2 separate regions of the Mus musculus genome follow, and region 1 is linked to region 2. The links are chromatin contacts, called in public HiChIP or PLAC-seq maps. All regions are on one chromosome and are shown on one strand. Each heading gives the region's core, a stretch centred on a gene start, on an enhancer-like site or on the middle of the called end of the contact. The rest is flanking DNA. Distances are from core to core; before and after follow the strand shown.

Region 1 (5,310 bases), core at 1,928-4,427, 240 kb after region 2:
GTTGTGTTGGAACAGATGTTGTGTTCCACTCACCAGTAATCCTAAGATCCTGGGCGTGTTAGGGCGCCTAGGGAGTGGAGAGTCCTCTGGGGACCATGGGACTGTCCGCTGAGTTCGCGCCCAAGGTGGCCGGGCACTGGCGCCGTCCAGAAGGAACCCCATGACTTGGCTTTAGGTTGCCACATTGTCAACGTCTTCTATAAAACCTCCATGGGACTCACTGTCGCCAACATGCAGAAGCACTACTTGCCCTCACTAGCCATTGGTGGTGTTTCCATCCTAGGGAAAGAGTTCCTTAACTGAGTGCATTGGGTTAATGCGCACCCACAGCCTGAGGTTGGATGTGAAGGACGCCAGTGAATCGCTCTTTGTCCTTCACTTATGTTTTGTGATTTCTGCATGAGACCACGTACTTTTATTCCTAAGAACCACAGTTTTTTCCCTATTACATAACCCTTAATTAAGATGTGCTAAATAGATTGTATTTCTTTTTGTATTTAACCACCGTGTTAGGTTGTGCTGTATAACAAATATCCTCAAATTGACCCAGCCAGGACAACTCATGCTGACGACTACCTCAGTGGGTTGAGTTGGGATGAGAGGAGGCCTGGCTGAGAGGCTGCTTAAGTGGCTGATCCCAGGTTTCAGTCCTTCCCCGCCTGGCCCCACCTGTAGGTGTATGTTCATGGCATCTTAGATCACACATCAGAATAGTGATCTAAGAAAGAGAGACAGCACCCCTAAAATGGCTGCCATGTTTTATAGCTGAGTCTAGAATTAGCACTCTGTCACCCTTTTGTCCCCTAGCTGGATGGACACTTCACAAAGGTGTGAATACAAATCCTGAGAGTTTTTAAAAAAGCTTCCTGTGAGACCATAACATGGTTTTTACATGCTTGTTGACATGCCTGTCTTGTCTGTACTTTCTCAGTCACAGTGAGGGGCTGGTGCTGACTCACACCCACCTGCTCAGCACTGTTACTATCTTTTTGGTTTCTTTTGTTGGGTACTACTTACAATTTAAGTATAAATTGTATGCTGCTAAACGCATTAGTGATGCACAGCTCTGTGGGTTCTGATGGACACACAGGGGTCTGTGGCATCCTCGTCTTCCCAGGACCCAGCAGCATTCTGCACCCCTGATGGGGTTTCCATCCCTGTAGCTTGGCAGAAATGGACTCTTACAGGGTCTGGCTTCTTGGTCTGGGTCCCATGCCTGCCTGGTGTTGGTGCCTCTGTTTGCAGCAGTCACACAGCACTGGGCATACGTCATGATTGCTCCATCCATTCACAAGTTAATGGAAATCCCCATGATTTCCCAGTTTATTTTTTTTTAAAAGCTTTATTTATTTATTCCATGTATATGAGTACACTGTAGCTGTCTTCAGCCACACCAGAAGAGGGCATCAGATCCCATTACAGATAGTTGTGTGCCACCATGTGGTTGCTGGGAATTGAACTCAGGACTTTTGGAAAAGCAGTCAGTGCTCTTAGCCATCTCTCCAGTCCCCCACCCCCACCACCCCCGATTTCCCAGTTTTGAGGAATTACAAGTAAATTTGTAATAGAAATCTGCAGGCAGAACTTTGGAGGGTAGGTGCCAAGGCACGGAATTGCTGGACTGTTCTGAGAACGCATGTGTGAACCAATGCGAAGTTGCCAGCCTGTCTCAGGCTATGCTCCTGTGCAGTCCCTCCAGCCTTGTGGGAGGGTTTCAGCTGCTTTACATTTAGATCTCTGTGTTTGCGAGTTTTTGTTTTAGTTTTGGTTTGAGTGTAAAAGCTTTGCAGTGTCACTGTCTTACCTCACGGTTTGCACCTCTCGGCATCTGGTCCTTCACTACGGTGTCTATCAATTCTTTGCTGAAGTAGCATTTTTAGTTTGTCAAATATTTTTATTACTGTGTGTGTGTGTGTGTGTGTGTGTGTGCACGCGCGCGCGCGCGCGCGTGCCCCACAATGCCCTTGTGACAGTCAGAGGATAACCTGAGGTAGTCAGTTCTCTCCTTCCATTAAGCAGGTCCTGGGGATTGAATTCAGGTTGGCAGCAGGCATCTTTATCCATTGAGCCATCTTGCTGGCCCTAAAGTGGGTTTCTTGCAGGCAACACACATTCAATTCTTTCTTCCCTGCTTCCCATGAGTTCTCCCTGCTGTGACATGCTGAAAATGTGTTTCTATCAGTGTAGTTTTTTAAGGATAGTTTTCACTGACTACTAAGCATGGCTGAGCAGCGGCCTCTGACGAGGCACCCCTTTCCTGAAAGCTCACAGTTTGTAATGGTGGGTGGATGATCTCTGCCCAGCTTGTCACTTATTTTCAATTCTAAGGTATTCTCCCACATTGCCAGTTTTCAGATGTTTGCTTTTGCTATGTTCTGATATAAATGTCTTTTTCCTCATGGTGTCTTCCTGTTCTTTGAGCTTCTTAGAACATAGGCCTGCAGTTTGTGTGATGTGTAGATTTGGCTGCTACTCTACTGGGTATCCCGGCAGCTCCATGCATGTGTGTTTCATTGTTTGCCATTGTTCCTTCTGGTCAGTGCCAGCACCCGGCCACCTTGGGCGTGAACTCAGCAGACAGTCCCACTGCCCCCAGAGGAGGTACCACTTCCAGGTGCTCTAACACACCCAGGATCTTAGGATCCCTGATTTTGTTTTCTTTGTCTGTATGTGAAAAGTCATTTCCTCCAGTCATGTGTTTGCAAACATTGATGCAACCACCTGCACAGAACACGGGTCTTGTTCTTAGGAAAACCAAACATGTCAAGTACTGCAGATCCAGAGAGATGTTGTCCGTGGTGGGGTTGCCTTTCCCTTCAGACAAGCTTTGCAAAGGGCAGGAGGAGCAAACCACTTCCCAGCATCTCTTGATGAGTCCTGAGTACAGGGGTGCGTCCCCTGCGAACCCACACTGTTTCAGGCTTGTAGACCCAGAAAGAGGAAGAAGCTGTAGATAACAGCTTCATGCTTGGCAAATGCCTTAGATTTCTGTTAGAAGATACCAAAAGAAAGGCTTTGTCAAAAGCCAGCGTCTGGTTGCTTGTGAGTGTTCAGAGAATGTCCCTGAGGTCGGGTAGGCTGAGTCTGTGCACTAATAGGATTGGGTTTAGTCTGTGTTGCAGCCATGAGTGAGCAGATGGGGTCACAGCGTCCCCATCTCCGCAGCGGTAATGTTACGGTGACGTCATGGTCATTCTCCTAACACTCACCATGCTCGTGCCCCTCAGAGTTTTCTTCCTAAGTCAGTGTTGCTTTCTAAATTAGAATGCTAGAGGTATCGGAGAGTATGAAGAATCTTTTAAAATATGACATGAATTAGAAAAATCATAAAATGCTAATTAATTTAGCTTCTGGAAAACATACAGTCTGTGTATGGCAAAAGGAACAATAGAGTCATGGCCAGGCACCGTGTTAGAAACTTGTAGCTCAGCACTTGAAAAGTGTGAGCAGGTGGGTCAGGACATTAAAGTTATTCTTGACTACACAGAAAGTTCCAGGCTAGCATGGGTTACATGAGACCCTGTCTAAAGAAGGGCAAGGGAGGAGAAGAGAGGGGAGGGGGAGGGGAGGAGGAGAGGGGAGGGGAGGGGAGGGAAGAGAAAAGAAGGGAAGAGAAGGGGGAGATGGAGGGGATGGAAGTGGAGAGGGAGAAGAGCAGAAACTTTTATTTTAAACGTATGCGTGCTGGTGAGATGACTCATTAGGTAAAGGTGCCTGCCACTGGGCCTGATGGGCAAAGTTCCACCTTGGAGCCCACCTGGAAGAGAGAACCAGCTTCTACAAGTTGTCCCCTGACCTCTGACCTCCTGTGTGCTGTGGCATACGAGTCCACTCTCATGTGCGCGCACACAGACATATACAGAGAAATAATTAAATGTGATATTTTTAAAACCTGGAAAAGTAGAAAGAGGAAAGATTATATTTTTACAGTATATAGTCAACAAAGGGCTGATTTCATAATGTAAACTAAATAAGCTGCCTAGAGAGATATGAATGGCTTGGCTATGCACTCGCTCTGAAGTGTGTACCTAGCTTGGATGGAGAGTCCTTACTCCTGGATATCTGGACTAGGCCCCACTATCGACATTCCTCTCCGCATCGCCTGTCTTGCCTGAGCTCTGGACAGGATTGCCCACTGAGCTCTTGCTTCTGGCCCTGCAAGCTCTTTCTACACTGAGTCTGCACTGAGACGTTCCCGAGCCATTCCCACACACAGACATGGTCCACAGGCTTCTGAGCCACATGGTAGGAGGTGGTTGTGGAAACGAGCACAGTCCTCGGTGCAAATGTCTGGGTTAGATTTGCTTCACTGCGACAGAAAACACTCAGGAGTCAACACAGGAGGAAGAAATACCTGGGTTCAGTGTCAGCCATTCTATCCAGAGGTAGCCGGCTCCACTGTCGCTGGCTGTGCCATCAGGACACCTTGGAAAGAAGCATGTTGTGAAACAGCCCTGGCCACGTTGTGACATCAGCAAGCAGAGAAGGATCTCCTGCTTGAAATCCATTAAGCTAGGAATCTGAAAATAGATTAATTTGTGAATCAAAACCCTCATGATGCAGCACCCCTCCTCTAAGCTCACCTCACCGGGAACCAGGCCTCCATCACACAACGCAAACCGTGTCACAAGGCAGCCAGGGCATAACTTTTGACTGAGTTTGAGTGGCAAAGGCAAAATTGAGCTTGCTGAGTATGCAGTGTTATCCTTTATGTAAAAAAGTGTGTGCAGTGTGTGCATGGAACAGGAGACCACATACAACAAGGGAACAGTGTGTGTGGGGTGTGTGTGTGTGTGTTGGCCTGTAAAATGCCCTTAGTAGGCTCACAGGCCAAATGATAGGACATACTGCCATGGTACCTTCTGGACATTTTGACATGTGTATTTAAGAACTTCTTAGAAGAGTAAATTCACTGTTGTAACAATGTATTTACAGGGATGAAAATGAACCTGCCCAAATAGAAGACTCAAGTGCTGTTAAACCTGATGGCTGGCTTGATGATGAACCAAAGTTTATCCCCAATCCTAAAGCTGAGAAACCTGAGGACTGGTGAGCATTCCTTAGTTTCACGAGGTGCCAAGTGTATCTTGATTATTTACTACTTCTCATTGCTTCCTAAAAGCCTGGGAGCTAATATCTGATCATTGCAGGAGTGACGACATGGATGGAGAATGGGAGGCACCACATATTCCTAATCCAGCCTGTCAGATTGGATGTGGAGAATGGAAACCTCCCATGATCGATAACCCAAAATACAAAGGAATCTGGAGACCACCAATGATCAATAATCCTAACTACCAGGTGATAGCA
Region 2 (5,598 bases), core at 1,595-4,094:
GCTCTGTCCAGCCTGGTTGGTACAGACAGGACCCATGCTAAAGAGGTCAGGGTTCCCACATATGTATACACGTCAAGGATTTGGAGCTGGGAGGTTCATCTAGGGCCAGATGTAAGTCTCCGATGAAGTAGATAGGTTCTTCTATCCTACAGCAAAGGCCTGGACCACAGACACACAGTCAAGTCAGAAACAGAAAGTTATTAGTAAAGAAAAAGCTTTCCTGAGAATGGATGGGCTGGTGAGCTGAGGGGAACCCCAACACGCGTGCCAGGAGGTGTCCAGCCCTTGATAGCCACTTTCATGGCACCTGCTCCTGCGTTCTTTTAGCGGGCTTTTCTGATGCAAGCTCTGTCTGCAAGGGAAGCCCCGTCTTTCTCTGCTGGCCTGAGCATGTGCCTGAGCATGCGCCGTTCGTTTCCTGAAGCCTTCCAGTCTGTCTCCCCCCGCTGCCTTTCTTCATATGTTCATCTTGGCACAACTTTCCCCACTCGTTTTTTTTGTTTTGTTTTGTTTTTTGTTTTTGCATTTTCTTTATGAAGCAGACAACATGTTTCTCTTGCTGTGTCCAATGTGCTTTGCAACGTTTCTCTTCCTGTGAGAGTTTAGATTTTGCTGGTTTGTCTGCCATGCGGCTAACTAGCCTTTTAGCACTTGCTTCAGACAGTGTCAGGGACATTATAAGGAAGTATAAAAAGCATCCCTAGCTGTGTGACCCAGCTGTGTGTGCACAGCTGGATGTATTTGTAAGCAATGGAGTCAGGATTCAGCAGATATCTGCCCACCTATGCTGAGCATAGACCTACTCAGAATAGCCAAGCACTAGAACCAGCTTAGGTGCCCATCGTCAGATGAATGGGCAAGGAAAACATGGCACACAGACACAATGGAATATTAGTAGAGAGAAGAATGAAAGTCTTGTCATTTGCAGGAAAATGAATTGAGCTGTAGGTCGTTGTGTTAAGCAAAATAACTCAGATACAGAAAGATGAGTACACCGGGTTTGCTTTCATCCATCATGTGTGGAAATCAGATGATTTGAAAGTAGTAGAGGGACACTCGGGACAGGGAGGGGACCAGGAAGATCAGAAGTAGAGGAAACATGGGAAGGATGGTTGGGAAAAATGGGGCCAAAGTATAGCATATGAGTGTTGGGCATGCTGCAGCAAACCCCACTGATAGGATGTACTCTTGATATGGATTGAGTGTAGCAATAAATTTGTAAAAGGAGCCTTTATGGCTGCTAGCCCATTGTCTTTCTCCCCTGGTCTGTGTTATCAGGTGCTTATGGAGGAGTGGTTGTTGTACTTCACCAGTGTGTTAGTGAAGGAAGAACTCTGCAGCTGGGGGGAGGAGGGGAGATGGGGGGGGGAAGAGACAGATGGGAGTAGAGGGGGAAGAGACAGATGGGATGGAGTGGGGAAGAGACAGATGGAAGTTGGAGGGGAGAGAGGCAGATGGGTATGGAAGGGGAAAAGGCAGATAAGGTGGGGGCGATAGATAGGGGTAAAGAGGGAGAGACATATGGGGTGGAAGGGGGAGAGACAGATTGTGGTGGAGAGGGGGAGAGGTAGATGGAGGTGGAAGGGGGAATGACAGATGGGGAAGGGGGGACAGATAGGGGTGGAGGGGGAGAGACAGACGGGGGGGGGAGACAGATGGGGATGAAATGGAAGATGCAGATGGGGGTGTTCTTTTAAAGCAGTCTGTTAAAGTAAATGTCTCTCTGTGTGACATTAAGGCAGTTTCACAGTTATGGCAGATATATATAGGCTTTGCAGAGAGGTAAGACCCTGAGACATCATTGTTTCTACTTACCTCATTCCACTTTCTCTGCTTCCACTTCTTTTTCTTACCACCACCACCCTGCCCCCCCCCCCGTCTCACTCCCCCACCCCCACCCCATCTTCTGTGCACATTTCAGCAGCTCTGTCAGTAAGCAGTCCTCAGTGGCTCTCCTCTCCTCTTTTCCTCCCTTTCTCCCTTTCACAGGACCGATCCCCTGAATCCCTTTGGATACGGATGACCCAGGGGGAGGACTGGGTGGGAGACAGAGGACCTCAAATCCGCCAGTCTCCTCCCTCATCTCTCACTGTAGCTGAAACAGGGGACTCTGGAAGTTGTTAATCCGATTTTTCCCTTCCTGTCAGGCACAGAGGACAGCCCAGTCACTGCCTACAGTGGCCCGATGTTGCCCCAACCTCTGGCTCGCTTTAATGGCATTTCAGTTTTCCCTTAGGTCATTTTACACATCTTTTCAGAGCTATGGAAGTCCACTCAGCAGATCTGCTAGTGACCCAGTGGCTCCTGACTCTCAGTTGAGTCAGAGGCACAGAACCGCAGGGACCAGACCCTTTACTGTGTGAGAGCACAAGGGAGAGAGAATTTCAGGCTGACTTCAATGAGAGAAAGCTGTTTCCCAGTGTGACTGGATGTGGGCATGAGCCCTGTCCCCCTCTGTCATGGTTCTTCATTCATAGTGTGCCTCATTATGATGGTACATCCTCTGCCTGTGGTGTGATCCTTACTATTATAATGAGGTAAAGGCTAGCCCAGTGACGGTCTATGCGCATGTATGTGCTTCCTGTTGTGGGGAAATGGCTAGCATTGTCTTACAGCAAGCATAGTTAATTCAATCTCGTAGTGAATTTGCAGAGAAGTTGCCAGACTTCAAAGCCATTGTTAGATTAATCCTTAGCTGAGGCCACGACTTCCCTTTGCCCCTTTCTCTTTGCTCTTCTCTGTGTCCTCTTTCCCAGAGGGCTTGGTGACCGCATAGCTTTGAAGACAGCTTTGAGTTTCTTGTTTTATGTTTCTTTGCCTCTGTCCTGTGTGACACTCCCGCCCCCCGCTGGTTTGTTTGAAGCCAAGTTAATTCTCAGAGCCACTGGTTTCTCTTAAATCTCCACTGCAGCCTGTGCTGAGAAACTTCCATTTGAGTGAAATCGACTCTTCTGACTTTGGCTTGGGGGCACAGACAGGTGACTAGTCCTTGGCGTGACACCGGCCTGGGAAATGTAAACTGGGGCACACTTTGCTTTGCTTTGCTTTCCCAGTCTCAGCATTCTGGGACTCGCTGGGCAGGAGTTTGCTTGACTGAAGGTCAATGCAGCTCAAGGATTGATCTCTGTTTACACTTCAGACAGGAAACGTGAGCTCTGCTTATCTGGTTCTCCTCCACCCCATCGGCATTCTGTGATGTTTAGTGACAGCAAAACTTAAGCCCAGGCTTGTTCTGAACTCTTGTGTAATATTCTTCAATTGCATTTGGTATATGTAGTGCGTGTGTGTAACTGTGTATGTGTAAGTGTGTGTATGAAGGTGTGTTGAATGTGTGTGTGCACTCATGTGCACGTGCGTCACCATGCACACTTGGCAATCAGAGGACAACTTGAGGAAATCTGTTCTCTCCTTCCACTTTGTAGAACTTGGGGACTGAACTTTTTGGTCAGCGCCTTTACCCACATCTCAGCTGGACTCTCCCTGCCTCAGCCCTCTGAGCATTAGAATTGTAGGAAGCATTACCACACTTGACCTTAGCACTTCCTAATAAAAGAAATTGTATGAACTTCAAAATTTGGAAAGAAATTTAGTGGATCTATGGAAAGATCCACTAATCTAGTAGCAAAGGTAATCTTTCATAAAAGTGCTTTTATTATATTAACTATTAATTATTATATTATTTATATTATCTATTATACAACATTTAGGTGAATTATTTTGTTTTTATATACTATTCATGTTATATCTTTATACATTTTACATATTACTTTACTTTATTTATCATTCTAGCATTTATTGTCTCTATTATACATAAATATATAAGATATATTTATTATTTATATTTTCATTCATATCATATGTGTATATAATTATGTTAATTATATTATATTTGCATATATTATTCATTATTATAAATTAGTAGACTTACTTGTGAACTCTGTGACTAAAACATAAGGGGAAAATCATGAGTTCACTTCAGTCTGACACTCTACACTTTAGCACATTTACTTACTTGTCGATCGTATAATGAAAAATGTAAAACACATTTCTAGAAGCATCTTTGTAATAAATCTTTGCATCTAAGTCATCTAAAGCTAAAATTTAACACTGTTACTGTAGCTGTCTGTTTTCATTAGTCTATGATTGTATCGCTATTTTTTAACTACTCTTACAGAAGCTTAAGGGAGGAGGATATAACATTTATATAAGTCCTGTGGGTCTGGCCTTCTGCTGAGATCTTTCCATAGATCCACTAATTTCAAAATTGTAACAACCCAAGAGGTTTGATATTCCTTCTGTGACCAGTAAGGAAGCTAAGTGCTCAGAAAAAGTATGTGCTAGCAGCAAGCATCCGTTGAGTTTGTGTGCTTAGCTTTGACTGATATCAGAAGGGAAGAGGCTAAACAGGGAGAGGAAAAAGGAGTGGGGTCGGAGCCTGGGAAGGCCAGCAAGGGGGCTAAGCCAGTTCAGGCCTCAAAGGTGAAGCCTTGAGTATGCAAATTAGGAGACTGGTTAAGAGATGCTGCACCTTACCTCGTACAGTTGTTATTGACTAGTGACTGTCTGTGAGTTACATCTCTGTGACTTGTGTGGCTCTACAAGGCAGCCTGTGCTGAAGGCCCACATTCCCTACTTAAAGTTTTTGGAGGTTAGTCCTCTGGAGAAAGAACAGCAGATCCCCTTGTGAGTCTGTGCTTGCAACCAGACTACCTCCAGCTTCTCAAGTAGGTCTGAGTTGTAACCTGTCATCTTAGGAAGACTTGCCCTCTGGCCTTTACCTAAGACAGCCTCCTTCCCCTCCCTACTCCCTGGCTAAATACATTTTCCCCTTTCCTCAGCCCACTTGACAGAGGATCCTGAACCATCCCCATAGGGTGTCATGCTGTTTTGTTTTTATAAAGTAATAAGCCTACAGACCATCCTTCTCAGAGCTCTATAATCTGCTCACTGTCATCTCAGTTGCAGAGTGGGTATTTGCCCACATGACCTGTCCATGACATCTTCACATTTCAGGACCTCTGCTTGTGTGCTTCGTGGACATATTTATAATGGCTTGGGATCCCTTCCCCTTCCTTAGGGCCAATAAAAACATTGGTTGAAGGTTCTGGAGAAATGGCTCAGCAGGTAAGAACTCTTGATATACTTCATAGCTGCAAGTTCAACTCCTATTCCCACATAAGGTGGCTCACAACCTCCTGTAACTTCACCTTCAAGGAATCCAACATTCTCTTCTGGCCTCCTAGGGCATCTGCACACATGTGCACATACCCATGCGTGCACACGTGCATACACACACACACACACACACACACACACACACACACACACACACACACACAAGTTAAATTAAGTTAAAAAAAAAACTGTTGGTGACCAAAAAATCTCACACCTTGCACCCTCGTTTGCTGGTCTTTTAGTTTGTCACAGGGACTGTTTATAATCCCATGTTTTAGCTGAGTACACTTGAGCAGGTACTCCTGTAAAGGCCACTGGGTCTTTACTGTTCTGATGCTTATGGTCAACTTTCTGTACAGTATTTTGAGCACTGACTATTATAAAGTCCTTGAGGAAGCATCTTTTCTTATTCCTTACTCTCAT

The links. HiChIP or PLAC-seq counts read pairs in DNA pulled down with a chosen protein or histone mark.
Region 1: a contact with region 2 is called in an H3K27ac HiChIP or PLAC-seq map of microglia, with 5 times the contacts expected there. The contact joins two enhancer-like sites. A contact is called at or near these places in 1 of 39 promoter capture datasets (the HPC-7 cell line), 3 of 484 Hi-C or Micro-C datasets (all in embryonic stem cells), 10 of 115 datasets of contacts at active chromatin or transcription factors (bone marrow-derived macrophages, differentiating embryonic stem cells, embryonic stem cells and 2 more) and 1 of 9 other capture datasets (embryonic stem cells).

The regions. Positions count from the first base shown.
Region 1 is chr8:83,415,269-83,420,578 of GRCm38.p6, forward strand. Clgn (calmegin) reads left to right here. Exons shown (of 15, transcript NM_009904.4): 9 at 4,936-5,049; 10 at 5,151-5,301. Among named protein-coding and RNA genes, the nearest start is that of Scoc, 25 kb to the right of the region's middle. Within about 2 kb of position 3,178, at least 5 of the 459 cell types and tissues checked have an H3K27ac peak or open chromatin away from gene starts, as enhancers often do. A contact at or near this core is called in microglia, where this site is marked.
Region 2 is chr8:83,175,522-83,181,119 of GRCm38.p6, forward strand. The region is part of intron 1 of Tbc1d9 (TBC1 domain family, member 9); the gene reads left to right. Among named protein-coding and RNA genes, the nearest start is that of Tbc1d9, 13 kb to the left of the region's middle. Within about 2 kb of position 2,845, at least 53 of the 459 cell types and tissues checked have an H3K27ac peak or open chromatin away from gene starts, as enhancers often do. A contact at or near this core is called in microglia, where this site is marked.